2 separate regions of the Salmo salar genome follow, and region 1 is linked to region 2. A link is a contact called in public Hi-C data. All regions are on one chromosome and are shown on one strand. The core of a region is the stretch at or near the end of the contact, and the rest is flanking DNA. Distances in the headings are between cores, read along the strand shown.

What was found. A called contact is a pair of places that touch in the nucleus more often than the background predicts.
Region 1: a contact with region 2 is called in a Hi-C map of muscle, with 7 times the contacts expected there. The contact joins the promoter of LOC106612875 here to the enhancer-like site in region 2. A contact is called at or near these places in 2 of 3 Hi-C or Micro-C datasets (gill and muscle).

The regions. Positions count from the first base shown.
Region 1 is chrssa01:78,092,800-78,099,845 of Ssal_v3.1, reverse strand. It overlaps LOC106612875 (slit homolog 1 protein), which reads left to right and starts at 3,571. Exons shown (of 38, transcript XR_001330387.2): 1 at 3,571-4,209. LOC106612863 (rho GTPase-activating protein 19) reads left to right here. Exons shown (of 11, transcript XM_014214449.2): 11 at 1-1,032.
Region 2 is chrssa01:77,952,895-77,960,032 of Ssal_v3.1, reverse strand. It overlaps LOC106612875 (slit homolog 1 protein), which reads left to right. Exons shown (of 38, transcript XR_001330387.2): 25 at 3,720-3,791. Among protein-coding and RNA genes, the nearest start is that of LOC123744188, 21 kb to the right of the region's middle. Within about 2 kb of position 1,577, at least 1 of the 13 cell types and tissues checked has an H3K27ac peak or open chromatin away from gene starts, as enhancers often do. A contact at or near this core is called in muscle, where this site is marked.

The DNA.
Region 1 (7,046 bases), core at 2,322-4,821, 140 kb before region 2:
ATTTAAGCTAAGCAAAGTGTTTTGAGTGCCTTAAAATTATATTAGCAAAGTAGTAAAGTTAAGGTGTGATGCATTATATTGAATTGAATCTTTATTTAAGCCTGTAAGTCCCATTGAGGTAGTTGAATGTATTCCAGTTGGTGTAGCTGTGGAGGCAGTAGCATCGTCTAATGTGTTCAGACTGAGCAGAGATGAGTGTGAAAGAAAGATGGAGGGAGAGATGAGTGAGAGTGAAGTCTGGGAACATGGTATGTAGGGCTATGACTGGTTTTCCTGGTCTGGTTATGTGTTAAGGAAAACCTAGTAGATGTGAATGAGACCGTAGGAGTAGCTAATGGTCTGCTGTTATTACAACTGGTGTGAACTCACTGTTGCTTTGTTTGGGAGTGTTTCTTTAGCCACGGTCTTAATCTGTCAACACAGATTTTTTATTTTTTTTCCCCCCTCTCTATTTAAATACTTTTTTCATTTTTACTGTGTTTGTATTTTTTACTTTTTTTTTTTTTGAGACTACAACCAAAATGTCTATTAATGGTGGGGTTTTTTATCCGCTTATGTTTTATGCAATATCTATGTCCTTCTTTTTGATACTGTTACAGAAAAGTTTTTCTATGCAATCTGTTACAATATTTGTTATTTAATATCAAATGTTTTTATCCATGGTATAGCCTATCTGCATTGGTTCTGTTTATAGCTATTTTCAAAACCAGTCAGACATTGAGTGCTAAATCCTGACAAGATTCAACCGTATCTTCGCACAAATCCTCTACCAACATGAATTTGTCATTTTTACGGAAATGTGAATAACTTACATCTGTTTCACGATTTCCTTTTTCTAGTGGCAACATTAACTTTAGATTTCAGTGTCGGCGGCATTTCCATTCTACTGATCTGACTATTGAGCATCAGAATTCTGTCTGTCAAGCTGTTTAATTGTGAATGTGCTCCATGTACAATAGCATGTCTGTCATTATTGGCACTACTGTGAAGCTATGCAAAAAACTGCCATTAAAATACAATGAAACATCTTTATTTCCTTTGTGGTAAAATTATTTATTTAACTATGCAAGTCAGTTAAGAACACATTTTTATTTACGATGACGGCCAAACCCTTCCCCTATCCTGGACGACGCTGGGCCAATTGTGCGCCGCCCTATGGGACTGCCGATCACGGCCGGTTGTGATACAGCCCGGGATCGCAACAGGGTCTGTAGTGACGCCATTCGGGAGCTCTTATTGGTTGTGTGAAATATTGATTATCAACAGCGGCGCTACTGGGAAGCTAGGAAACAAACATCTTTATTTCCTCTGTGGTCAAATGTGTTATTGGTTGTGTGAAATATTGATAACAGAGGCAATGTTTTAAACTGAGACGATGTCATGCTGAAGATTGACCGTGATTGAAGATTTTATAACATGGCAAGGTTTTATTTAATGTACGTGTTTGAATATTTAATTTAATTTACAGGTATTTAGTGAATATTTAGTTCTCTTTGGTTTTGTCTGCTAAACTGTCTGGAACTAATGACCGGTCTGCAGTGACCGAGTGCAGTTGAATTTTTAACCAGAAGATGGAGCACTTGAGATGCAAATGCTCAGCCTTTTGTGAAGATGCCTTGAAACCACTTCAGTAGATGTTTAGTGTTAAATCTTTTCTCACAATTATTTTTCAGCTTGGAAACGTGTAAAAAAAAAAAATTAAACTCTGTCTCTACTTTGCTATAACTGAGATGTTCAGAAAAGGTGAATATACATTTCAATAAGAGTGTTTATCTTGTCCCTGGTAGTTTATGAAAGTGTGATATCATACACTTTCCTTACATTCCAGGAGCAAAAGTTAAAATGTATCTATTTTTGTCTGCAGTTTACTTTTCTGCTGGAAGTGTTGTGAGTAAGGAGAGGGTTATGAAAGAAGAGGGACAAGGAACAGAAGTTATCCACAATGCAGGTGGTTGGAATGTGAGTCATGATTGTGTTGTTGCATGTTTGGTATTAGAGGTATACGCTGTGCACCTGTGTGTGTGTGCACATGACTCTTAATGTGTGTGTGTCGTGTATATGTTGTACACAGGTTTTACAGACCTCCAGCAGGGGACTGCTGCCACTCTCAGGTCCTGTAAATACACAACAGGACAGCAGTGACCGTGCTGGAAATACCAATGGTCACTACTGTATATAGTTACCAGGTCAAACTTGGGTTTTATTTAGAATGTGTTCTCCACACAGTTTGGCCCATTCTCAGTCAGACACACATCCATGCCAAACTTTGGTTTTAGAAGTGGTTTTAGAAGGTTTAAAAAGACAACTTTTATTTTTTTTTATTTTTTTTTATCCAGTCGGATAAACACTCCAAACAGCCTACCTGACCACTCGGAGGCAAACCATTGCCTCATTTTGTCATTCCAATCACATTCCAATGATAAAACTGTGGGGGACCAAAATGCAATTTTAGATTGTGGGTTGGACATGTCCCGCCCTTCCCCAGTGAAAGTTGCGTCCCTGATACATAGTAGTGTTTTAGAATAATTAAAAAACTTCACACAACTCTTCTATTTTCTCCATTTGGTAAACTCTAGTTACTACTAACTTACTTCACAATTACCACACAAACAAAAGAGACATGCGCCTGAGCCTTGCAGTTGACTTATTTTATTTCCTATATGAGTTGTGGTACTGTCTGCTGTTTGCTAGTCCTCTTAAGTGCAAACTGGTGTCGTCCCTTCCCACATCTAGGACAAACAGAGAGGTGTTTGTAAGAGAGCGGAGGGACAGGGAGAGACGCCCTAAACACCACCCTCTCCCCTGTGTTCAGGACCCATGTTAGGAAGATCTATACACCACAGACGCTTTTACTGGGCCAGATGGATCACTCTCTCTCCACTACGTGTGCGTGTGTCTGGCGGGGCCTAGGAAGGACGGAACACACTTCTCTTTTTGTTTGTACCGTATCTCTCATCTCCATCAGTCTGTCTTTTTCTCCTCTGTTTTTCTTTGTCAGCCAGAGATTGGGCTTCCAGGGTTCTTCAGGTTCTGTTATAGTGTTTACGCTGGGATGGTTCCACCACAGTGCATGCAGGAAGAGATGAAGTGAAGGGTCTGACACAGTCAGCTGTGCAGAGGTCTTTATTTCACTGTTTGGAGAGAGGTTGGAGACTAACCTCCTCCTAGCCACCACTAAGGACTTCAACAGTCTACGGATGTCCAAGTCCTTATATTAGGTGGTCATAAATGTACATTTTGTATGTATGCATTTATACACACACATATGTACACGTGCACAGTCCTTTGTGATACTGGGGACAGGGGTTGAACAGTGTCACACAGGTTACTGCTCTCTGCTCTATACGGGCTGCTGGAGGCAAGCCTGGGAGAGAATGAAACAGAGAATAAAGGGCAGAGAGAGAGTTGTGAGGGTGAGAATAAGAGAAAATGAGGGACTAAAAGAGAGAATGAGAGAGAATGAGAGAGTTCAGGCAGGGTTCTGTGGGGGGGGGTTGTGTGAGGAGGGAAGGAGGAGGGGGAGGGGTGGAGTCAGGGGTCTGCTATTTGTAGCTCCTTGTGATGGATGACTGCTGTGTGTGTAGGAGAGAGAGATAGGCTTTTCTTCATTCTGCTCTATCCCCATTCCCCCTAGTCAGACAAGCAGAGCAGAGCGGGACAGAGAGAGAGAGAAGAGTCGTGAGCGAACGAGTGTAGAACAGAACAACTCCACAAAGAGAAGAGAGAGGTGGATAGTTCCCTTTGCAAGGAAAGAAGGAGAGCAAAAGAGAAGAAAATCAAGCCTTTCAGAATACATTACCAACTGAGGACATTACTTATTTCTAGCCCTGTTTTATGTTGTAACAGTGAGATTTCTTTCTCATTCTACGAGAGCCTACACACTGATTGTAAAAAACGTGTACTGTGTAGCAGGAATTGGGGATTTTGCAGAGAGAAGGAGAAAGAAAGAGAAAAGGCTTTTTTGGAGCTAGGTTTTGAGAAGCAGGAGGCTGCAGTTGTGGAGATCATGCCCGGTAGAGGAGCTTGTTCTGGGGCAGGCGTGGGGAGGTTGCCTGGGTACTGGGTGTGTGTGCTGGTTCTCTGTGCCCTGGTGACAGGCTATGTCAGCGCGTGCCCTGCCCTGTGTACCTGCAGTGGCACCACGGTGGACTGCCATGGGCTGGGCATCAAAACCATGCCCCGGAATATACCCCGCAACACAGAGAGACTGTAAGTATTTACTTCTGTACCATACCATACCTGTTTGTGTCTGTCTGTCTGTCTGTCTGTCTGTCTGTCTGTCTGTCTGTCTGTCTGTCTGTCTGTCTGTCTGTCTGTCTGTCTGTCTCTTTACTATATGTGTGTATTTGTCTGCCTGTCTGTGGTTCTATGTCTCTGTGTGTCTGTTTCTGTGTGTGTGGTGGCGCACATGACTTTGCTGAAACAGAGAGAGAACAATAGCCCTGAGTGGTGTGTGTGTGTGTGTGTGTGTGTGTGTGTGTGTGTGTGTGTGTGTGTGTGTGTGTGTGTGTGTGTGTGTGTGTGTGTGTGTGTGTGTGTGTGTGTGTGTGTGTGTGTGTGTGTGTGTGCGCGCGCGCGCGCGCGTGCATAGCATTCCAGTCAGGTATAAATAGGCATGAGAGACTGGAAAGAGCCGGAGCAGATGTATGCCGTTCATGTGTCCATAATTTACATACCTGCCGTTGATGTGTGTGTATGTCTACAGGCTCACACATACATGTATACATGTTCCCCGCAAACTGTGGAAATGCTCCAGTTTAATATAATTACTACAGTTGACTGTTGATCTTCACTATTTCCCCTTTTCTATGCGGAAAAATGTTACTGTGAGATGATTAAATCAGTAAACTTCTATTTTGATGTGGTGGTATGGCATATGTATTTATGGTATAAGCTGAATTTCACTACATATTTGCATGTTTTTTATTTCAATCTTCTCTATTAAAATAATCCATTGTTAATTTGACTCCCTCTAGACGAGATGTAAATGTTAGCCGACATTCTGTTGGTTTCAGGACACTGTGTATTCTCCTGATGATATAGTTAGTTCACTATCTGCAGACTGGATCCTCTCTTTCTCTCTCTTTCCCTCTCCTGCACCGGCCCTCCCTCCCTCTTGCAGGCCCCCCTCTCCCCAAATTGTTAAATCATGTAGAAAATTAAGCAAATCTGCTCCTTAAGTGTGTCCTGCCTGTGAGAAGATCTGCTAGACGTCTTGTACCAGGAAGGAGAAAGTGGAGGGATGATGAGAGAAATGGAAAGAGATTTCTCCTTTTATGGGTTTCCTTTTGAAATATTAATCGGTAAATCAGTGGTGAGGAGGAGGAGAGGAGAGGTGAGGGAAATAGATTGTTCTGTTTCAGCTTCTAGAATAGCTCAGATGAATAAAATATGTTGTGGGAATGGAGGAGAGAGACAGAGGAGAGCAGAGGAGAGAAACACTTGTGTCAGAAGCAGCGTTTGCGTAGCGGGAGCTGGCTGCATATTTCATGAACTCCATATTTCATTTCTAAGAACACCTTTTTGTAGCGGATGCATGTGTCAGAGCTGCTTGTATGTTCACAGACAGAACACACACACACACACACACACACACACACACACACACACACACACACACACACACACACACACACACACACACACACACACACACACACACACACACACACACACACACAGACACACGCTTGGGATATTTTGTAGGGGGAAACATGACGATTTTGTGGTTTCCTTTTACATGAACAGCCGTATGCACTGAGAGTGTACCGTAGTTAAACTGAAGTGTGTTTTATGTGTTGCAGTTAGTTTATGCATGTGTAGGTCATGTATACTAGCTGTTATACCTGGGATTTGTAATGTGATTTCATGCTTCAAACCGTCTTGCTAAATAGGACGGATTTCTGTGCCTCTCTAAATGCTTCTGTCTGTGTGTCTGGCAGACTTTCCCTCTTTGGCGGTTAGACTTTTAAGTTGTCAGTGTGTGCGTATGCCGTGCAGATTTTATTATTTGGTAGTCAAGCGTTTAAAGCTTTCTGTCAATGTGCGCTTGTGTGTGTGGTGCGTGTGTGTATGTCATGTAGAAGGTTCTTGGTCTTCATGAATTGGTTAGTTAACAATATAAACTCTCTGTAATCCAGGGCTGGTATATAGGGTGATTCATCAGGATGATTGAACAAGTCAACCCCCCCACCCGCTGGGACTGTGTGTGTGAAAACACCACTAAGGCTGATAATAGTGCAATATTGGTGAGGGGTACTGGGGTAGACAACTACTGGGGCAGAGTACAGGCCTTTACATTGACTTCAGGAGGAGCGAGGGGAAGGTGTGAAGGAGGTTAGAGGGACACAGCCTGTCTGGACAAGCTTTATTGGCCAACCCTGGACTGCTGGGGCGATTTGGGGGGAAAGTGTGTGAACGATGTGTGTTGGTCGGTGGACCGTGAGTATGTGTGTGATTTGGGGGAGGTCTTGACACTGACTGCAGTTTCCCATTTACACTTGTCACTGTGGGTTTGGATCGGCCCTGACCTCCGACCTCGGCTCAGCTGCAGGTGTTAAAATCACACCACGCTACACACACACCTTCTCCTGCCGTGGCTAGGATGTCTTCAGCCCGCCGTACATTCTTAGTCCAACTCACAAACAAACCTCTCTGCATCACTCATACTTAAACTATGCCATGCTGTGGATTGGTTTCTATAGGCCTGATGCAATTCAACAGGTATTTAAACATGACATATTTTGTTTTGGTACACACATATACAGTATATGCACACATCCCACAAGTTTCAGAAATGGCCGTCCCTAGCTTGCATCAATTTCTCTATTACCATCCCTTCTTATCTGTTTCTCTTATCTGTGTTATCTCTCTAATGGATCTATTGATCCATCTATGGCTGGTGGACCGCTCTGATAACACTGTGGACTATCTGTGTGGAGTGGCAATGAGCTGATAATGGGATTGGAATGACTGGGCTGGCCTCGTTCATCCTCTTCACAGCAGAATACAGCTCTCCAGCCACCTCAGGGTCAGACTCATCACAG
Region 2 (7,138 bases), core at 328-2,827:
TGTCAGACATCCAAGTGTTTTACCAGGCAGTCTTTCACTGCTCACAACAAAGAACTACACAAAGCTGCTTTTTACTGCAGAATAAGAGTCAGCCTCCATGATCATTAGGAAACACAAAGCCTTGGTCCTGTTTTTACCAGCAGAATCACAGTGCAGCTGAATGATCATTAGTTCATACTGTATTTCAGCTCCCAGCCGCTGTCTTTGATCTTAATGAAGCTATATGACCGTGACTGCTGGTACATTTCACTCACGCGCCATATAAGTCTGCTTCATTTGTAACTTATACCCTATGTTAGTATGCAGACGCCCCCTCACACACACATGAACACACACACACACTCCTCCTCTCTGTCTAGGACCACCCTATTGTCTCAGTTGAACAGGAGTCAGAAATGAAACAGAAAACTTTGATGTCTTTACTGCTGGTCTGATCAATCAAATCCCTCCTATAAAATGTCAATTGGTACCTGGCTCTTTCTTTTCTGAAAGGGAGGAGGGATAGAGAGGCTGAGACAGAAAGTGTCTCAGGCGAGACGTTTAATAGTTTTAACTGTAAGACTCTAAAAGGGGTTCAGAGTTCAAAGTTGGCAGGTTTTAGTGTCCCCTTCACAGAAAGCACACTGAGGTGCCAAAAGTTTCATTATAACACACACACACACACACACACACACACACACACACACACACACACACACACACACACACACACACACACACACACACACACACACACACACACACACACACACACACACACACACACACACACCCTTCGGCTTTACAGACTAGTAAAGACATTTAGGAATCATTAGTGCACACAGCTTCAAACAGGCTAAGGGTCTGGGTCTGGCATGGATGTGGTTTGGTGTGTGCGTGTGTGTGCGTGTGTGTGTGTGTGTGTGTGTGTGTGTGTGTATATATGCGTGTGTGTGCGTGTGTCTGTGCCTGTGTATGATGTTTATTGTGGTTTTGGATAAGGATTAATAAGCTGCTAATTGGCCTGCTGGGTATTAGGTGTGTGTGTGTGTGTGTGTGTGTGTGTGTGTGTGTGTGTGTGTGTGTGTGTGTGTGTGTGTGTGTGTGTGTGTGTGTGTGTGTGTGTGTGTGTGCGTGTGCGTGCGTGCGTGTGTGTGTGCGTGCGTGTTGGGTATTAGGTGTGTGTGTGTGTGTGTGTGTGTGTGTGTGTGTGTGTGTGTGTGTGTGTGTGTGTGTGTGTGTGTGTGTGTGTGTGTGTGTGTGTGTGTGTGTGCCTGCGTGCTGGGTATTAGGTGTGTGTGTGTGTGTGTGTGTGTGTGTGTGTGTGTGTGTGTGTGTGTGTGTGTGTGTGCGTGCGTGCGTGCGTGCGTGCGTGTTGGGTATTAGGTGTAAAGGGAGTGTGTCAAGACAGTGCCAGGGTGTGGCCAAGAAGTGTGGGGTGAGAAAGAGAAATTGAGAGAAAAAGAAAGAGATTTCAGAACTGAGGTAAAGGAAGCGACATGAAAAAGGGAGGCCAGGAGAGCAGTGTGCCGGTGTGTTAGTAAAGATCATGTTTCTGTAACAGAGACTCCCTGGCTCCGCTCCTCCCTCTCATCTCTCTCTCTCTCTCTGAGACAGTGCTACTGGCCAACTGCCCACTGCAAATCTTTCTCCTGCCCATACCCTCACCGTAAGGGGTATAAGTGTTCAGTCAGCTGGGGCTATAGCGTATGAGGGTTAGAGTGGATACATTAAAGGAGTGCACAGAGCTAGCTAGGGGTTAGTACAGTACATGTTCTATCTTAATTTGACCATGTTTCTCACAACAGGAAAATAATCCTATAGAAACAGGAAATGTGAATTATTACGTGGATTATAATTAATGGACACTTTTGTAGGGGTTGGTATATTTTTGGGATAAATCAAGTCTGCCACTTTAAAGTGGAAATTACAAACATTAGAAGTCTTTTAAAAACTTGAATACCAAACAATTTGCATTTTATGCTGTGCAGGCAAATTAGCTTCAACAAGAGTGATCAAATTAAGATAGCGCATCTGTACTGAACAGGAAGGTATAGTAATACTATAGTTTGGTCAGTAGCCAAGGGTATTAGAACTAGGTATCTGGTCTTCAGCCAAAGAGACTGAGACTGTTGCTAATGTCCTGACAAAATAGTACAGCCATATTATTTTACTGCCATTAAAGCCTTGTGTTTACTGCCATTAAGCCTTGTGTGTGTGTGTGTGTGTGTGTGTGTGTGTGTGTGTGTGTGTGTGTGTGTGTGTGTGTGTGTGTGTGTGTGTGTGTGTGTGTGTGTGTGTGTGTGTGTGTGTGCGCATGTGTGCGCGCATGTGCTTTGTTTTAATCTATGCATAGTCACTTTACAAATTACCTCGACTAAATTACCTCGCACATACCCCCGGTATATAGCCTCATTATTGTTATGTCATTTTCTTGAGTCACTTTTTGATTTGATTCCATTTTTTTACTTCAGTTTATTTAGTAAATATTTTCTTAACTCTATTTCTTGAACTGCGTTGTTGGTTAAGGGCTTATAGGTTTGCATTTCACTGTAAGGTCTACACCTGTTGTATTCGGCGTATGTGACAAATAAAATGTGATATCTATCGGTTAGCCCAGTGGCTCATCACCAAAACCCCTCATTGAAAGATGAGGAAAGAAGCAGCCCTGGCACTGGGACACTGACAGACCCCTTCCCCCCCCACCCCCACCCCCACTCCAGACAGCAAATCAAAATCAAATCAAAGTTTATTGGGCGAGTACACAGATTTGCAGATGTTATCGCAGGTGCAGCGAAATGCTATTACCTAGCAATAACAATAAATACAAATACATACATAATCCAGAAAAAAATCTAAAATAGAAGTTATATAGGATGAGCCATGACTAAAATACATTACATATACTGAGTGTACAAAACATTATGAACACCTGCTCTTTCCATGACATAGACTGACCAGGTGAATCCAGATGAAATCTATGATCCCTTATTTATGTCACTTGTTAATTCCACTTCAACTCAATATTAGGAAGCTATTCTTAATTTTTTGTGCACTCAGTGTACATAGAAACTGGGTAAAACAGTATGTAAACATTATTAAAGTGACCAGTGTTCAATGACTATGTACATAGGGCAGCAGTCTCTCAGGTGCAGGGTGAGTACCGGGTGGTAGCCGGCTACAACAGTCACTAAGAACTGTTCAGAAGTTCTAACTCCCCCTTCGCTCACTCACAGACCCCCCTCATCTACCCTCACTGCCCCCCTTTAACTGTCAGAACCCTAGCACCCTGTCTGGTAATCACAGCCTAGGCACTCTGCTCAGTACTCAGTTCAGTAACCCAACACCAGCCACTCTGGATTCCACTGCAGCCCTATGTCTGTCTCTGCCAGCCAGCCCTGAGCCCCACATAACAGACACAGAGCCAACCTTTCCCCTGCCCAGACCTGCTGCAGAGAAACAGACAGTAAAGCTGCAGTCATTAGAGAGAGAAGTGTAGCTAACTGATTCACACGGGAGCTCTCTCCATGCACTCCTCTTTCCCTGTAGACCTCAGGGCCTCTGCAACTGTAACTCTAACATAACGACCCTGCATTGTCTGACTACAGAAACTTCTGAACAAATCTCGACGCAGTCGACTTTATCAAATTGTGATGTGACATTTAGGCTGTTTGAACAGAACGGTGTGAGCAGATCTAGTTGAATCCTAATCCCCTCCCACTCTGTCTGTCGTCTCTAAGGTCTCTCCATGGCAACGAGATCTCCGAGCTTCCTGACGGCATCTTCAGTGACGTGGCCTCTCTGTCTCACCTGTGAGTACACACACGCACACACATGAACGCACAGGAGCATGCCCAATACACTCAAACAGACACACATGCATACACCTTTCACACACACAAAGAAGTACACACACACATTCATCAAACACACTCTTCTAAAGCAACACCAGCATCAATAAAACATATCACATATAAACAGAAGCCTCTTGTTTGTTACCATCTGCTTGCCCCTACTGTACCACCCACTTTCTGAAGACTAGCCACACACACACACACACACACACACACACACACACACACACACACACACACACACACACACACACACACAGAGGTGGTCTGGGCTGGTAGTGTGTCTGTCAGGAGGATGGTGGCTAACAGTAGTCCGTCACTAGAGCTGTTTGGTGGGCTTCATATCCGCTGAACTCCCCTGGTCAGCCACAGAGCTGCGGTGATGCTACACACCCCTCCACTGTGACGTCACCAAAACAAACACACACACACACACACACACCTTGTAGGTTTCATAACATTCTTCGCAGTCTGTGGGCTTTGAAGGGATGTTTGGGTGTGTGTGTGTGTGTGTGTGTGTGTGTGTGTGTGTGTGTGTGTGTGTGTGTGTGTGTGTGTGTGTGTGTGTGTGTGTGTGTGTGTGTGTGTGTGTGTGTGTGTGTGGTAGCATTCGTGTCCATCAGCATGTTTGTGTGTGTTTGTACTTAACTTTTGGAGGTTGAAGCAGATCTTTACTCCCAGTGGGGTCCAGGTTGTCTGTCATGTCAAAGCCATCAGCTGTAAATCAATAGGTCTATCCATGTCAGGAGCACAGAGGGCAAGGGAGGAGAGAGGGGTGGAGAAGAAGAGAGAGGGATGGAGAAGGAGAGAGAGGGATGGAGAAGGAGAGAGAGGATGGAGAAGGAGAGTGAGGGATGGAGAAGGAGAGTGAGGGGTGGAGAAGGAGAGAGAGGGATGGAGAAGGAGAGAGAGGGATGGAGAGGGGAGAGAGGGATGGAGAAGGAGAGAGAGGGATGGAGAAGGAGAGAGAGGGGTGGAGAAGGAGAGAGAGGGAGAGAGAGGGATGGAGACGGAGAGAGAGGGATGGAGAAGGAGAGAGAGGGGTGGAGAAGGAGAGAGGGGTGGAGAAGGAGAGAGAGGGATGGAGAAGGAGAGAGAGGGGTGGAGAAGGAGAGAGGGATGGAGAAGGAGAGAGAGGGATGGAGAAGGAGAGAGAGGGATGGAGAAGGAGAGAGAGGGGTGGAGAAGGAGAGAGAGGGGTGGAGAAGGAGAGAGAGGGGTGGAGAAGGAGAGAGAGGGATGGAGAAGGAGAGAGGGATGGAGAAGGAGAGAGAGAGATGGAGAAGGGGAGAGAGGGATGGAGAAGGAGAGAGAGGGATGGAGAAGGAGAGAGAGGGGTGGAGAAGGAGAGAGAGGGAGAGAGAGGGATGGAGAAGGAGAGAGAGGGATGGAGAAGGAGAGAGTGGGGTGGAGAAGGAGAGAGAGGGATGGAGAAGGAGAGAGGGATGGAGAAGGAGAGAGACAGATGGAGAAGGAGAGAGAGGGATGGAGAAGGGGAGAGAGGGATGGAGAAGGAGAGAGAGGGATGGAGAAGGAGAGAGAGGGGTGGAGAAGGAGAGAGAGGGAGAGAGAGGGATGGAGAAGGAGAGAGAGGGATGGAGAAGGAGAGAGAGGGGTGGAGAAGGAGAGAGGGGTGGAGAAGGAGAGAGAGGGATGGAGAAGGAGAGAGAGGGGTGGAGAAGGAGAGAGGGATGGAGAAGGAGAGAGAGGGATGTAGAAGGAGAGAGAGGGATGGAGAAGGAGAGAGAGGGGTGGAGAAGGAGAGAGAGGGGTGGAGAAGGAGAGAGAGGGGTGGAGAAGGAGAGAGAGGGATGGAGAAGGAGAGAGACAGATGGAGAAGGAGAGAGAGGGATGGAGAAGGAGAGAGAGGGGTGGAGAAGGAGAGAGAGGGATGGAGAAGGAGAGAGAGGGGTGGAGATGGAGAGAGAGGGATTGAGAAGGAGAGAGAGGGATGGAGAAGGAGAGAGAGGGATGGAGAAGGAGAGAGAGGGATGGAGAAGGAGAGAGAGGGATGGAGAAGGAGAGAGGGATGGAGAAGGAGAGAGGGATGGAGAAGGAGAGAGATGGATGGAGAAGAAAAGAGAGGGATGGAGAAGGAGAGAGGGATGGAGAAGGAGAGAGAGAGATGGAGAAGGAGAGAGAGGGATGGAGAAGGAAAGAGAGGGATGGGAGAAGAGGAAATAAGACGACAGAAGAGAGTGCTGTGAAGAGAAGGAGAGAGAATGGGAGGGGTATACATGGGAGGATAAGAAGAAGAAATGGTAGAGAGAGGAGGGATATTGCAGGGAGGTAAAGAGAGAAAGATCTAGAGAAGCTTGTGGGGGTTCCTTGTCTTTGTCTATCATTGATCCACAGTCAAGTGCCTTTCATGTTAGCAGATGTCAGATATCAGCTATTGGACTGGCTTGAAACACGAGCCTGTGGTTCTGGGTAATGGAGCAGCATCGATCAGGCAGTGTGTGTGACTGTGCGTCACTGTGCCTGCATGCATGTTTTTCTACAGCATTGATTCAGAAGTAGCCATGACTAAGTTCCCTTTTAGCAACTCAATTTCTCCTCATTTGTCTACACTTTGTATCAACAATTCAACATTTGTTCTCCTTTCTCTACTTTCAAATGCCCCCCCCCCAAGTATGTCAAATAACTTATCCAACAGCAATGTAATCAGAGATAGCGTTCTGCAAACTTTTCAAGCAGCAGAGGCATAGCTTGTTGGTCCTTTCTAGAAGAGAGAGACTTAGGGGAATTTTCTGACCAGCCCAATTGACAGCCTGAATAGCCAACATCTGACCTTAACCTTAACTAACCCTAACTCTAACATCTATAACTGACCTTTACCTTACTCTAACCGTAACTAACCCTAACTCTAACATCTATAACTGACCTTTACCTTACTCTAACCGTAACTAACCCTAACTCTAACATCTATAACTGACCTTTACCTTACTCTAACCGTAACTAACCCTAACTCTAACATCTATAACTGACCTTTACCTTACTCTAACCGTAACTAACCCTAACTCTAACATCTATAACTGACCTTTACCTTACTCTAACCGTAACTAACCCTAACTCTAACATCTATAACTGACCTTTACCTTACTCTAACCGTAACTAACCCTAACTTTAACATCTATAACTGACCTTTACCTTACTCTAACCGTAACTAACCCTAACTTTAACATCTATAACTGACCTTTACCTTACTCTAACCGTAACTAACCCTAACTCTAACATCTATAACTGACCTTTACCTTACTCTAACCGTAACTAACCCTAACTTTAACATCTATAACTGACCTTTA